2 separate regions of the Danio rerio genome follow, and region 1 is linked to region 2. A link is a contact called in public Micro-C data. All regions are on one chromosome and are shown on one strand. The core of a region is the stretch at or near the end of the contact, and the rest is flanking DNA. Distances in the headings are between cores, read along the strand shown. Region 1 holds the start of mycbp2 (MYC binding protein 2). Region 2 overlaps mycbp2 (MYC binding protein 2).

Region 1 (7,467 bases), core at 1,058-3,557, 140 kb after region 2:
CACTGTAAAATGACACTGTATGTGAAACATGAGCATTTGTAAATAGCCCAAACCCTACAGCGGGCGATCCTAATTTAATTTTCAGCAGAAGAGCCGTGCGAAGGTGCTGTTATATTAGAACCTTATGTTGGAACCGTGTTGAAGTGTTTGTGTAGAGCAGTAAACAATAGAACAACAGTAGCTGATTATTTGCAGCGAAAAGTGAAAGCACAGAGGCTGTTTGTGATGAAGGGCCTGAAGGTTGGGAGGGGCGTTGAACGGTTCAGAGCACTTTGCATGCTATCAACGCTGGTGATATCATAAGTGGATGGCATCAGTGTACACTATGAAAGCCTTAAATACAATGTTTGATTTTTGCATTAAATATTTTATAACTGTAAATTAGGAATCCTAATCTACTGTTTAATTTCATTAGCAGCTGAATATAACCAAGCAGGAATGTTTTGGTCAAATACATAAATCCTGATAATTAAATAGCAGAAAAATCAAATAACAATACAGTAATTAGAATGTTTTTGCAAAATCTAATACTAGAAAAAATGTAAAATATCAAAATATTTTAACAAAACTCTGGTCATGAAGTCCTTTTTGTTTTTAAAACAAAAAAAAAACGAATTGTTTTGGTGATTTCATGCACATTAAAAAAAAACTTGACATCTCTAAATCTTACTAATGAGTTTGCTTTATTTATTGAATCTGATAAATATGCAATTAATAAGAAAGAAATGCTCCAATTTCTAAATATAGCTGAATAAAATGCAAAATAGACTTTTGTAAAATAATGTATTCTTTCTGCAAATGTAACTGAAAACGACTATTTAAGACACTGTCAAAGAACATGAAAATAAACTGTAATGATTTGTACAGTAAGATCACAAATAACAAATTGACCTGAGGTAAATCAAGTCAAGTTTGTGTGTGTGTGTGTCTCTCTCTACAGCAGGGTGACGTCAGGCAAAACAGAACCCAGCCCTTCGCATTAATGAGACACACGACTGCTGTTCTGAATATGCCATACTACATGTATGATATCGTTGAATTGGTAACAGTTTCATAATATAAAGTAGCTGGTTATTAATATCAATCAGGTAAAACAATGCAATTTATTAAGGGCGGCTGAAATATACAATTTGCCAGTAGTATGGCAATATTTACGCGAGTATTAAAGTAAATACAATTGATTTATTAGGTTTTAGGCTTCCTTTTTGTGGAACATATTAAAGCCAGTGTAGCTATAATCACAAATTCATTTAGCCACGTCCTATTAGCACAACTTCGCTACGAGTCAAAGCAGCTGGTTAACAGCTATAGGTATCGATCTGGTTTTGAAAGCAGCTTTAGAATAACATTGCTGTCTATGACAGCGCGGCGAAGCTGTTTTTAAAGGGTACACAAATGAAAAGAGACACAAACTGAGCTTTTCCGTTGACCTGGATAAAATGAAACGAATGTTTAAGCTGCGCTAGCTAATGCGATCTCGCTAAGGAAGTTAGCAGCATGCTAACAACTACTGCTGTTTGGGCTCAAACGAGCCGCTCATGTATAACCCAATGGGTTTTGTTTACAAACAGATCCAGCTGCACGCCATCGCACCCTGTTTCTCGTCCAGAACCGAGCCGGTAAATCAGACCCACCTGCCGAGGTTGAGCCCCTGCTCTTTGTCGTTGATCGCGGTGGTGTAAATCCTCCGGTACCGCTCCGCCAGTGCTCGCCCTGAGAGAAGAAGCTGGTAGCGGCTCCGACAATCCGAGCGGGCCCCTACAACGGGACAGGAGCCCATCCCTGATCCGATCGGTGCGAAATCGTTTCCAGCTCCGGGGATGACCCTGACACCCAGCCCCATGGAGTGGGATGAGGAGGACAGAATCCCGCTTCCACCGGCACCCGCTGCCGCAGCAGCACACATCATCGTTTAGGGGAACAACGCATATATTAGATTACACTGTCAATCAACAGAGCTAAAAGTCCCAGTCGCACTCCATAAATCCTCTCCGCAAACCCGCAAAACGCCCGGCGAATTACATCCGAGTATCCCCGATTGAAACGACGTTTACGGTTAGCCGCTCTGCTGCGACTGCGAAATACGCGTCCCTTCCTGCGCCGGATCGGCCGAATCAACCGTTATTTCCCCGATTGCAGGCGATCCAACCACGTTCAATTGGCCGAAGTGAAATAACTCAAATGCGCGAGCTGACGTCCGTGCTCTGCGTTTATTCCTGCTGTTTTTCTTGACCCCGTAAAGACAGCACCCCTAGTAGCGCTGCCATCTTAGCTTCATCATCCTTCCCTGTTCATGTCGCTGACTGTCAAGCATGCTGGGATACATTCCCATCCACAGCACACAAGGGCTGCGTTTCAAAGCGCAGCACGCGTTCTACCTAGATACCATTTGGCCGTTTGAACGTAGTTCGCGAACGCGCATACCAGTGCTCTCTTGGAAGGGGACTCGGTAGAATTTGAAACGCGACTGCTGTAGTAACGAAGCGGCCGAGTATAACGCCTTCAGAAGCGGTTTAATTGCTTTATCGTTTGTTTATTCTCACTGAAGAATTCGAATTTATTGCAGGATTATGTAAACACAACCAGCGCGGTTATTTTATGCTAAATCTTACATACATTAAATATGTATGGTTATTATGCCATACAGGCTAATATGAATGTATGAGTATATTGTAATATTTCTCCTGTTTTGTAAGCTCTGGTTAAGCGTTAATATTTTATTTGAGCAATAGGCCTATTTTTTAATAGCTCTTTTCTGAGATAATCTTATGTTGTCACTGAATTTTTAGCCATGTACTTCACCCATCATTTTTTTTTTTTTTTTTTTTATTATTTAGCGTACTATCATGCTAATTGGATAACAAAATGTTATTGTTCATGGTTATGGGTTTTGTAAAACATTAGACTGAGATTATAAAATTAACAGTTTGGGTGAACTGTCCGAAAATAAACTAATATTAATGATATCCCAAAATAACTCTATTATTTTAACCAACATGCTCAAACTATAAACTGGTTGTTAGAAAGTGTTTCCACAGATTATGTTTCTGCATGTTATCTGGCATAGGCCTACTGTTTCTGGTATAGGATTACCACTTAATCGCCCTTACCAGCGACCTTTACTACAATAGAACTAAGGATGTAACCTTGGAGAGCAAAGGTAAACATGAAGAAATCAAAAATTATTTATCACTCCAAAATAAAATAGAAAAATCTGAATACATTTAATGTATAATACATTTTTTTAAATTATAATAAATTAAAAATATTTGAAGGGAATAAAATATTAACAAAATTAAAGTTCTCTAAGTTTAAAGTAGCTATGATAATGTTTCTTTATATCATTTGCATTTTATAAAAATACTGCATATGAATACGTATGTAATATAATTTACTACACTACATTCAATACATTTTAAATTTACAAGGCATATAGTATCCTTAAAGAACGGCCAGTAAACTTGTCAAAAATAATAAAAGTAATAAAAACATATAAAAGTAAAACATATAAAAGATATTGTTTAAATATTTGTCAGTGCATTAAGCATTTGACTTTTCACATTTTGTATTAGTTTAGTTTAGTCAGTACTGAAGCCAAATCTAGAGCTAATCTAACCAAATAACTTACAATAATGGTTCAAAAATGAGTAGCCCAAATTTATGTTAGGGAAAAATATTAAACCTAATTTTCAAAAATAGCATAAATCAAGACAAACAAAAATACACCCAATTTTGTTGAAATGTAGCAATTTGTACATTTGTTTTGCAATATTTTACCAATACTCCGGTTTCTCCCACAGTCCAAAAACATGCGGTACAGGCAAATTGGGTAGGCTAAATTGTCCATAGTGTATGTATGTGTGGGAATGAGTGTGTATGGGTTTCCCAGTTGCGGCTGGAAGGGCATCCGCTGCTTAAAACATATGCTGAATAAGTTGGCAGTTGATTCCGCTGTGGTGACTACAGATTAATAAAGGGAATAGACCAAAAAGAAAATGAATGAATCAACCCATACTTTGTTTGTAGTTTTTAGACAGTAGTGAAACTTTTGAATCCAAAACATAAATTCCTTAAAGTATAAAGTTTCTTAAGACAGTGGTAATGCATCAATGTAAATATATAGACTAAAAATAAAATATAAATATTGATTGATTTATATTGATATATTTTTGGTACATTTATTATATTATATTATATCATATTATATTATATTATATTATATTATATGGGCGAAGCAGTGGCGCAGTAGGTAGTGCTGTCGCCTCACAGTAAGAAGGTCACTGGGTCGCTGGGTCGCTGGTTCGAGCCTCGGCTCAGTTGATGTTTCTGTGTGGAGTTTGCATGTTCTCCCTGCGTTCGCGTGGGTCTCCATCACAATTGAAAGACATGCAGTACAGTGAATTAGGTAAGCTAAATTGTCCGTAGTGTATGGGTGTGTGTGTGATGTTTCCCAGAGATGGGTTGCGCTGCATAAAAATGTGCTGGATAAGTTGGTGGTTCATTCCGCTGTGGCGACCACGGATAAATAAAGGGACTAAGCCTACAAGAAAATGAACTATATTATATTATATGTATTATATATATATTATGTATTATATATATATTATATTTTATGTATTATATTATATTATACGTGTTATATTATATCATACTATATTATATTAAAATGTATTATATTATTATTATATTTGCATATTGCACTACCAATATTATCTATTAGTGAGTGAGACAAAATGAAGCGTGTGAATATACTGTATGTACATAAAACGGGGAGAGTGAGAAAATGTAAAGTGACAAAAATTGCTTCAGACAGTGCTCCAATGAGAGATGCCATTTTTCCTCCTCCCTTCACTGTCACAGAGACAGTCAATAGTTAGAGTGGTGTCAGCATCAGTGAAGTCCTTTTTTTTGCAATGAATCTCAATTAGCATGTGATTGTAATCGATGTGAGACTCATCGGACGCCTTCACTTGTGCAGGTAGTCCATTTCTACCCAAAACAAATCTCTTAAATAGAAAATGGATAGGGGTCTTGACAATATGCACAATATAACAAAGGAATATGCATAAAACCTGCAAAATTAAAGTACCGATCACAATTATTTTGAATACAGAGAGAAAATAGATCAATTTATTTTTTAATTGAAAAGTAAGACAGCGGTAAATCAATGAATTAGTATGCAAATATGAGACAAACTGGAAACTTTCTTTTAAACATATTGCGCCATCTAGCGGTGATCTGTCTTTTTTCATCATTACGCTGCTGTCAGTTTCTACTGCAATCAACCCTTGAACATAAATATCACAAATTCATACAATTTTATGATAATAAAACAATTTAATCATTTGAAAGGAATATGTTCCTTTATAACCAATTCCAAATTAAATTTTTGTTCCAAGAACATTTTAAATATATGAAAACATGTGGCCATGGATAGCACGATTGACTCATAGCAAGAAGGTCGCTGTTTGAGCCCCGGCTGGGTCAGGTCCTTTCTGTTCACACGTGGGTTTCTCCACAGGTATAGGTGAATTGAATAAGCTAAATTGGCCGTAAGTATGTGTGTAAATGCAAGAGTGTGTGGGTGTTTCCCAGTGTTCGGTTGAAGGGCATCTGCTGAGTAAAACATATGCTGGATAAGTTAGTGGTTCATTCTGCTGTGGGGACCCCTGATTATTAAAAGGGAAGGGACTAAGCTAAAAAGACAACGAATGGAAAACTTATATGCACTAGAATAGCTTTTCATGGAACAGCAATAATATCCAGCTGCAAACCTGCAGACCAACACACGTTTCAGGACACACGGTCTAGGCTGCGGCCTACATATAGTTAATAAATAGTGTACACAACTGACAATAGTGTATTTCACAAATATTAGTGGTAACAATAAACAATTTATTAAATAAAGGTATAGTTCAGTCAAAAATTACAATTCTGTCTCACCTTTTACTTACTTAAACATTTATGAGATCTTTGCTCTTTTAAACACATATGGAGATATTTTGAAGAATGCTAAAAACCTGTACCCATAGACTTTCATTGTATGTTTCTGCTATGAAGTTCAAGGGTTACAGGTTTTCTGCTTTCTGCAAAATATTTATTTTTATGTTCAACTAAGAAAAAAACTAGGTTTGGAACCACTTGAGGGTGAGTGAATAGTGAGCACATTATAATTTTTGGGTGAAATGTCCCTTTAAGATTAAGGTCAACATGCAAAAGTCCCTTCCACTTCGAAACCTAGCTTACCGACTTGGAGGATTGTGTGTCTTAAAAAGTTTGTGGGATGTATTAATGCAAATTATTCCCAGAACAATCGTGCAGTGATCATTTTCCCCGATAGAAGGCGCTGTAAGCTTTATCGATCAGTTGAAGAAATTCGGACAAGAATTAACCACGCAGTCACACCTTTTTCAAGGTAATAATCACACACTAATTGTTCGTGCTAAGTAGATCTATTGTATGTACAATGTCATGGTTCTTAAATAGGGTATAACAAAAAATAAATAAAATAAACTATTTACCTAAACAATTTAACTTCCTAAAATTATAGGCTATTTACATAAAGCACACACTTTTTCCCCTCATTGTTAGCCTAATAAGGTAAAATTAAGAATAGTAGGTATAGAAAAGTTTAATTTATGGGTAAATACAAAAAGCAAAAAGTATTATTACAACATTTGATTAATTCTAAAAATATCTTTCGAGGTTTTTAAAGTCACATTTATTTTAATAGCGTATTTAAATATAACCCTTTTGATCTGTGTCGATCTGTAAGCCTACTGTTTTTCGTAGTGTCATTTATACTGAGTTTAGATCAGTTTGACATACATATAACATATTTGTTATTATATAAAATAGCATATGAAACTTGCCCATAACCTGCCTACTAAAAGGGTATTTTTGCAGATTTTCTTCTCAATTTCTATTTAATTACTTGGTTCAACTACAGCGAGTATTTATGACATTTTAAGCACCAATCTTTGCTGCATTAGCTTGTCAAATTGGTTTTTGATAATATAACAAAAATATTTCCTACAATTTTGTCCAAGTGCTTACCATTCTATATTACAACAAAATGTTTATTTAAAAGTTGGCATTTAAAAAGTAAGCTATTACAGTTTTATAAATAATGTTGTGTGATTAGAACCCTTAATTAAAAATTTATTAAAGAATAAAATACTTGTTTTTATGCATCATGCATCATTAAAAAACAATTAGGAATCTGTTAAAGCTTTGTAAAAACCAACTAAAGCATATTAAAACCGTAGTCTATAGATAAATAACAAACTGGCCAGCTCAATTAAAATTTGAAGAATTAAAAGTTAAAACTGTCTTAAAGCCTTTTTCTATCGATTATGTTCACAATTTATGATGGCATGCTGTCAAAAATAGGACACATTTGAGCTCATATAGAGGCTAAATTCTGGATTTTATCAGTGAGGGGTGGGTCTTTTGAACCACACAAAT
Region 2 (7,532 bases), core at 3,335-5,834:
AGGATGTTTACTGGATGATGACTGAAATCACCAAACAGCCTTAAACAATTACTAAATGGAACTAATCAGGAATGGAAGGAAGGGCCGACCGAAGGAAGTACTGAACAAGGAATGGAAAGAAGAATAAACTAAGAAAGGAAGGATGAATGGATGAATGAATGAACAAAGGACCTAATGAAGGAAGGAACAAAAATATGAACAAATGAACAAACAAATGAAGGGAGGAACAAAGGAAGGATCAAATTAATGAGGGATTCAAGGAAGGGTTGAATCAACAATGGGTGGAAGGAAGGAACGAGTGAATGAATGAACAAACAAAGGATCTAATGATGGAAGGAACAAAAATATGAACGAACGAATAAATGAATGAGCAAACGAATGAAGGTAGGGACGAAGAAAGGAACAAATGAATGAAGGAAGGATTCAAGGAAGGACTGAATCAACTATGGGTGGAAGGAAGGAACAAGCGAATTAATGAATGAACAAAGGACCTAATGAAGGAAGGAACAAAAATATGAATGAACGAGCAAACGAACAAAGGGAGGGAGGAACGAATGAAGGAACAAATGAATGAAGGAAGGAAGGAAGGAACAAAGAAATTAATGAATAAAGGAAGGACAGAACCCACAAACAAAGGAAGGAAGGTTGGAAGGATTAAATTAATATAGGAAGATCACTAAATGCCCAAAAAAATGTTAAGTTTACTGTACAAATTACATGTACAAAAGTATTTACTACTCTTGAGTACTTTTGAAAGGGCTACTTTTTACTTATACTTTGAGTAATGGTTACAACAGATACTTTTACTCTATTTGCACTGCATTTTGGGCATATACTTGTACTTTTACTCAAGTATGAATTCTCAGTACTCCTTCAACCACTGATCACAATATATATCGCAGCAAAACAAAATATCACAATGTCAGATATTTCCAATATCATGCAGCCCTACAGTAAAGTGCAGCAAAATAATGTGTTAATAAGATAAGTAAATAAGATAAAATGTTAATAAGATAAAAGTAAAATATATTTTTTTATTAAAAAAGGTTTTAAGATTACTTAGCTAACCCAATTGGCAGATTATTTTACTTGTTTTTAACCCTCAGGGGTCTGAGGTGATTTTGGGGCCCCTGAGATATTTTGACATGCCCTGACATTTGTGTGTATTTCAGCTGCTTTTTACATAGTACTGACCAACATGTATTTTTTTTTGTATTCAGCACATACTGTGCTACAATAATATGTAAGAAATATTGATTTACATGATTGCGTTTTTTAGAAAAAAAAATATGCGTGGTTGGTAAATTTTAAAGAAAAAACTGTATATAGTCTTATAGGTTACGATATTTACTTCGCAATTATGTGAAAATTATTCTGTTCTCTCATTCACAGAAAACATTACGATGATTTACAATCTGTTAAGATTGATTTGGGTGATCTCAGCTGTATGCGTGAGTGAGTCATGAATAATTCACACCTTGAGAGACAAAAGACACTCCCCCACTCACCCATCAAGGGCATTGTAAAGCAATGTTTATCTGCAAAAGCTAGCCCAAACTAAATGCTTGTGTCCCCATGTATATACAAGTACACGCCTCAAAAATTAAAGTTATATTTTTAGAAAGCTCTACAATATCAGGGTGTCTGCAGATATCATAATGTCAAATTTAAGACCTTTTACGACCTTTTTAAGACCATTAAGTATTAAATTTAAGACCTATATCGCAATATCAAAAACACGCGAGAGAGAAAATGTAAAAGCACAAAATTAGGGGTAAAATAAAGTTATTTAAATTGAACAGTACTAAAGTCAGGTTAAATGCACCATTGAACTACAGAAAAAACAAACATCTTAATGCAGATTTATACTTTCACCTAGCACCGCATCGCACAACTCACTAAACGGATTAAGGCTTTAATACTTGACACATTAACAATTGAGATATTTTTTTTAAATGACGGGGTGGTCCAAAAAAATGGAAAGTAAAATCAGACGAATAAAAAAAAATCATTATCATTAAAGATGTTTTTGGGGGGCCTCTTTTTTGTTGTTTTAACAAATTTATCCCTCAGGTTTTTCCTAAGTTTTAAAAAAACTTTTCTCCTTTCCCATGGCTGTTGCAATTTCTAGCCAATAATTATTGGTCATTCTGGCAAGCAGAAATGTAACTGTGATAGAAAATAGGTAAAAACTTGATTAGGTATTATAGCCTACTGTACTATTCACTCTTCAAATAAATCCCACTATCAATCTCATTTTATCACTAAAATAAAGTGAACTAGTGTCTGCTGTACAGTGTTTTTTTAAAGTACAGTAAAGTACTTCAATTACTCTGTTGTGGTAATACTATAGTTGCTATGGTAACACAACAAGTGTATTAAAAACAAACTACCCAGTGCTTTAGTTTTTTTTTTTTTTTTACAATATAGGGTATATTTTTCTACAATTCAACACACTTTACTGTAGTAAAACTACACTGTATTTCATTTTATCAGTTCACTATTCTTAATACTACAGTATGCTGAAGCATCTCTGAAGAGCAAAAGCACTAAAGGAGTCCGATGGAGCGAGAGCAGATCATTCGCACGTGAGCAGCCAGCGTTTTGAGAGCTCGCAAGCAGTTTTGTGCATAAACAAAGGAAATCGGCGCGTGAGCAGAGATTCGCTCTCTCGTATTACAGCGCTTATGACTGCGCTTGCGACATTTGTCAGTGAAATAACGAGACACTCTGCCAGCCGAATTTATGTTACGTGCACTCAAAGCAAACTTCCACAAACACAGAGATGATGTCACATTCGCCGCGCTTACTGAGTTTAATATCAGAAAGCTGATTGGCTATTGCAAGTTGACCTTTTTGTAGTTGTAAATACCGCAAATTACAATTGGACTAGTGAAATAAAACAAAACCCTAAAAACCTAGCAACAACAACAAAAAGAATTTAAATGAGCATTAGATGTAGCGTTACATGGACATCGCAAAAATAAGACCTGTGCAAAAATATTTAAGACCTAGAACAGCGAATTTAAGACTTTTTAAAGCCATAAATTTCGATTTTTTAATTTAAGACTTTTTAACACTTTTTAAGACCCCGCGGGGACCCTGAATATTATATTTGTAAATATACATTGGCCAGTACTCAAGCCAAATCTGAACCTTATATAACAAAATAACTTATGATAACAGTCCAAAATCTAGTACGCTCAAATGTATATGTTATAGAACAATATTAAATACAGGCGACTGCAGAAACTCCATTAAAAATACTGGGGTAAAATAAACTGTCATTTTTTATAGAGATGGCGGGGAAAATATAATTAAACACTGTGCTTCTTGTACTGTCTGAGACCCACTTTACATTGTATACCAATCAGGCAGTGAAGATCACTTATTTTTAAAGAAAACAAATCTTAAACATGCCAATTTTGTAATGGAAAGTTCACCAGAAGCCGTTGGGCTGGATGTCTGAAAATTAAAAGTCTGTGTGCAAATTGCTAGATGTGTAGCTCTCGTGTGACATGAGCTGATGAATACAGACTTACATCATCAGCGAGCACCTCCAGCTCATACTCATGAATGCCTCCTCCGCCGTACACACAGAAACCCACCAGCACCACCCCTGGCTTGTCCACGGTGAAGCAGATGGCATCGGGGGAGCCATTCCCAGTGTTCCAGCTGCGTCCCTGGCTGGTTTTGGTGAAGCGGTTGGGGGTGGCTTTCACAGAGTGCAGGGAGTTCAAACCATCCACCTGAACAACAACATTCACAAAGTAAAAAAAAAACTGCAGTCAAGAATTGACTTTAAGATCATATTGATGCATTCTTGTGTCTTATTAAAACAATAAATAGCACACCAAAATATCAATAAAAATAAATAAAACTAAAAACCACTTCTGAAAAACTAATAGATGTGACGACTAATGTGATGGAAAACCTATAGTGCAGCTGTTTAGGGAATTACTTTACCTGTAGATGGAGCTTTGTGCACATCGCATGTCTATAACACTAGTCAAGAGCATATTATAAAACATGTTCTATTCTATTCTATCTATCTATCTATCTATCTGTCTGTCTGTCTGTCTGTCTGTCTGTCTGTCTGTCTGTCTGTCTGTCTGTCTGTCTGTCTGTCTGTCTGTCTGTCTGTCTGTCTGTCTGTCTGTCTGTCTGTCATATGTTCCATTTATATAAGCATAAAAATGTATGAAAATTACACATTTTAACAATACATTTTTCTTTAATATGACCAAACTTGTCTAAATTGTTCACGCATCTATATTTTTAGGGTGCATTAGTATGATTTTAAGTGCAGTGTTTGTTCAAACTGTTCTTTTATGCTTCTAAAATTTTTATATACGTATGGTGTTCTGCTAAATTATGTTTATTCAAACTAAAACTAAAATACACATATAAAAAAAGAAATGCTTTCTTCAAAATATAGTCTTTTGTGAAACTCCTATAGTTTTGGAACCACTTGAGTGCGAGTAAACTTTCATTCTTGGGTGAACTATTGCTTTAAGATGTACTGTAGAGCCACTTTTTTCCCAGCAGGTGGCAGTAGGCCAAATAAAAGTAAATGAAGGAGGATGTTTTTTGTTATTGAACAGGAGCCTCCATGACAACCATCACCTAAATTCATGCGTTTCCTGTGCTATAACAAACAGCAAAAACAGGATGCCGTTTTCTCAACTCTAGCCAATAAACACTTTATTTTTCCAATCTGAAAATGGACAATGTTAAAGAGAAGTAGATCAGCCACAATAACACTCTCTGTAACGTACTCTCATATAGCATGACAGACCAGTTGCCATGGCAACAAGCCAACAGCCTTTTCACCCGAGCTGTCAAAGAGAGAAGGACTGCAGTAGACTGTTGTGGTCCTGTGGAAGACACACTTGCGTTCGTGACTCAGCTTCATACAGCTGATGGAATACAGATGGAATACACACTTTTAATTATTAATTAATTAACAGAATTCCATAAGTTTAAAGATGTCAATATGTAACAATCTAATTGATCAGATTACAAAACGCATAAATATTAAGTGCAGGTAAATTTCTCCAGACCATGGTACTCACAGGCTAAACTATGGGTGCACCAGTATGGGATCCAATTGTCAAAAATGACATGTACGTTTATGGCTATAGGTGTCATGACAGAATATAGCGTTTACGCAGAATATACTGTCAATCATAATAACATTTTCGTTTTAATCCGTGTATTCAGCAATGTGTAAATAAGCATAGCAAACTCATGAAGTTCATAAGCCCAAACAAGATGCTGCTTATAAGACTGACAAAGTGTTTAAAGGTGCAGTATGTAAAGTGAAACCCAGTGGTTGAAGTAGTTATTGCACTCCTGGATCAAAACAAACGCAAGCGCAGGTTGCCACATTGAGGACAGGAGCGAGTGATTTAAACTGTGTTCTAAATAAAAGCAACAGCACCCGATAGAAGGAATATTTTTCATATTAAAAGGAGTTTTTGTCATAACCAACACCTCCAATTCATATATTAGAAACGGCTTCTATTTCCCACAGGTGAACAACAGAAAACTGACAATGATCACCTTCAGGTACAGATCATGTGCTTTATTTAGTGTTAAATACTAATAATGTGAGTTTAAATGCCATTTTACATGACATTTATTACCATACTACTGAAAGCAGCAGGAGATTTACCTCAGATTTTGAAAATAAAATAAACTATTTGAAACTGAAATATAGAACTAAACGCATATCAGTGATTCAGCATCTACATTTAATAAAGTTAAAGAGGTTTAATATGTATCAAATAGACTATAAACCTAAAATAAAAAATATTTAAATTTCTGTGTGTGCAAACAGCCAAATAGCTTTTCACTACAAATCTCGTCAAGTAGCGTGTTGTTAGGACACAGAGTTACAACATAACCTGCTCACCTAATGTTTACGTTCATTATATTTGTATCATTTGCTAATTAATAACCTCATGTGGAACTGAATCTGCATCTCGTCGGAGTCTGCTACTGTTCACCGGAGGTTGCATTTCGGTCACGGACGCATACTTTGAGAGCCTTCATGACTGAATGAATGAAATACGTGGTTTTTCACCAAGACAACCCGGGGTGCTGAAATATAATTGGCTAAACTGGCATTGGGCAGGTTAAAATGACCAAAACAAAGACAGCGTTCTGGCATGGAAAACACATTTTCAAAGCAGAATATCTGACTTCAGCACTGTTTTTCAGTTAAAAAAGTATGTGCACTTGGCATGTTTTTTAAATATCTGCAAACATACGCTAAGCATACGCTATATGCTTTAGATTAGTCAAAAATGTACATTCAGCACCTTTAAAACTGTGCATAGTGCTGCACATGACATGACAAGATTACAGTGGCAAACGATTTGGCACCAAACAAGACGCAATGTGACAAATTTAACTATAGCACTTCAGAAGCACAGATTAGTGCACTGCACTCCCAATCAAATGGTAAGGTTTATAATCAATACATATTAAACTCCTTTAACATTGTTAAAAGTACATAAGCAACTGAGTGACTGATGTTGCTGGTTTGCATTGAGAGTTTATATTCAAACTGTTTGCTAGTTAGTTTTTTTAAGATCTAAGGTAAATTATCTGCTTCCACTTTCAGTATGGCAAAAAATGTCACTTATGTGGTATTTAAACTCACATTGGTAGAATTTACCATTTGCATTTGCAGTTTTTCTGTCACTACTACCGTTTCTAAAATAGAGATTTTGTGCAATGTGGTCACAAGACTCCTTTTAACATGAAAAAGATACCTTTTATCACATCTCGTCACATGTAGTAATGACACTGTGAGGGAAGCACTGATTGGAATGCTCGCAGTGAGATCAGGTTAGCAATCTGAAGTGAGTTTTTACCTATGATGAAGATGAATTGTTTTGTTTGACTCACTTGAAACTGTAAATATGAGTACAGAATAACTCTGTGTACAATATCCCTCAGTCTCTTGTGTAGCACTACAGTCTCTGCTGACAAACAGCCTCCCCCATGTCCTTATGCACACTCGGTAGCATGACTAATTACTAATTTTAAGATGTAAACCTTGGACTAGGAAAATTAAAGTAAAATAGAAAAATAACATAAAGCTATGTCATAAAATGCTTAGACTTGTTTGATATTTTGGTCAGAAGAATTGTCCAAATCTGCCGACAACTAGCTCTCTGCAACCCTCACATGGTCGGCCACTGAAGCGAAGCAGGGCTGCGCCCAGTCAGTACCTGGATGGGAGACCACATGGGAAAGCTAGGTTGCTGCCGGAAGTGGTGTTAATGAGGCCAGCAGGGGGTGCCCAACCAGCAGTCTGTGTTGGTCCTAATGCCCCAGTATAGTGACAGGGACTCGATACTGATCAGTGAGCATCGTCTTTTGGATGAGACGTTAAACTGAGGTCCTGACTCTCTGTAGTCATTAAAAATCCCAGGATGTTCTTCGAAAAAGAGTAGGGGCTTTACCTGGGCATCTTGGCCAAATTTGCCAACTGGCCTCTGTCGATTATGACCTCCTAA

What was found. Hi-C and Micro-C count contacts between places; a contact is called where the count stands out from the background.
Region 1: a contact with region 2 is called in a Micro-C map of caudal fin, with 6 times the contacts expected there. The contact joins the promoter of mycbp2 here to the enhancer-like site in region 2. A contact is called at or near these places in 3 of 18 Hi-C or Micro-C datasets (caudal fin, hematopoietic stem cells and an unstated tissue) and 3 of 4 datasets of contacts at active chromatin or transcription factors (caudal fin, embryo and gastrula embryo).

The regions. Positions count from the first base shown.
Region 1 is chr9:18,914,844-18,922,310 of GRCz12tu, forward strand. It overlaps mycbp2 (MYC binding protein 2), which reads right to left and starts at 2,308. Exons shown (of 82, transcript NM_001012247.2): 1 at 1,635-2,308. The coding sequence starts at 1,909.
Region 2 is chr9:18,773,692-18,781,223 of GRCz12tu, forward strand. It overlaps mycbp2 (MYC binding protein 2), which reads right to left. Exons shown (of 82, transcript NM_001012247.2): 35 at 3,543-3,749. Among named protein-coding and RNA genes, the nearest start is that of mycbp2, 140 kb to the right of the region's middle. Within about 2 kb of position 4,585, at least 9 of the 62 cell types and tissues checked have an H3K27ac peak or open chromatin away from gene starts, as enhancers often do. A contact at or near this core is called in caudal fin, where this site is marked.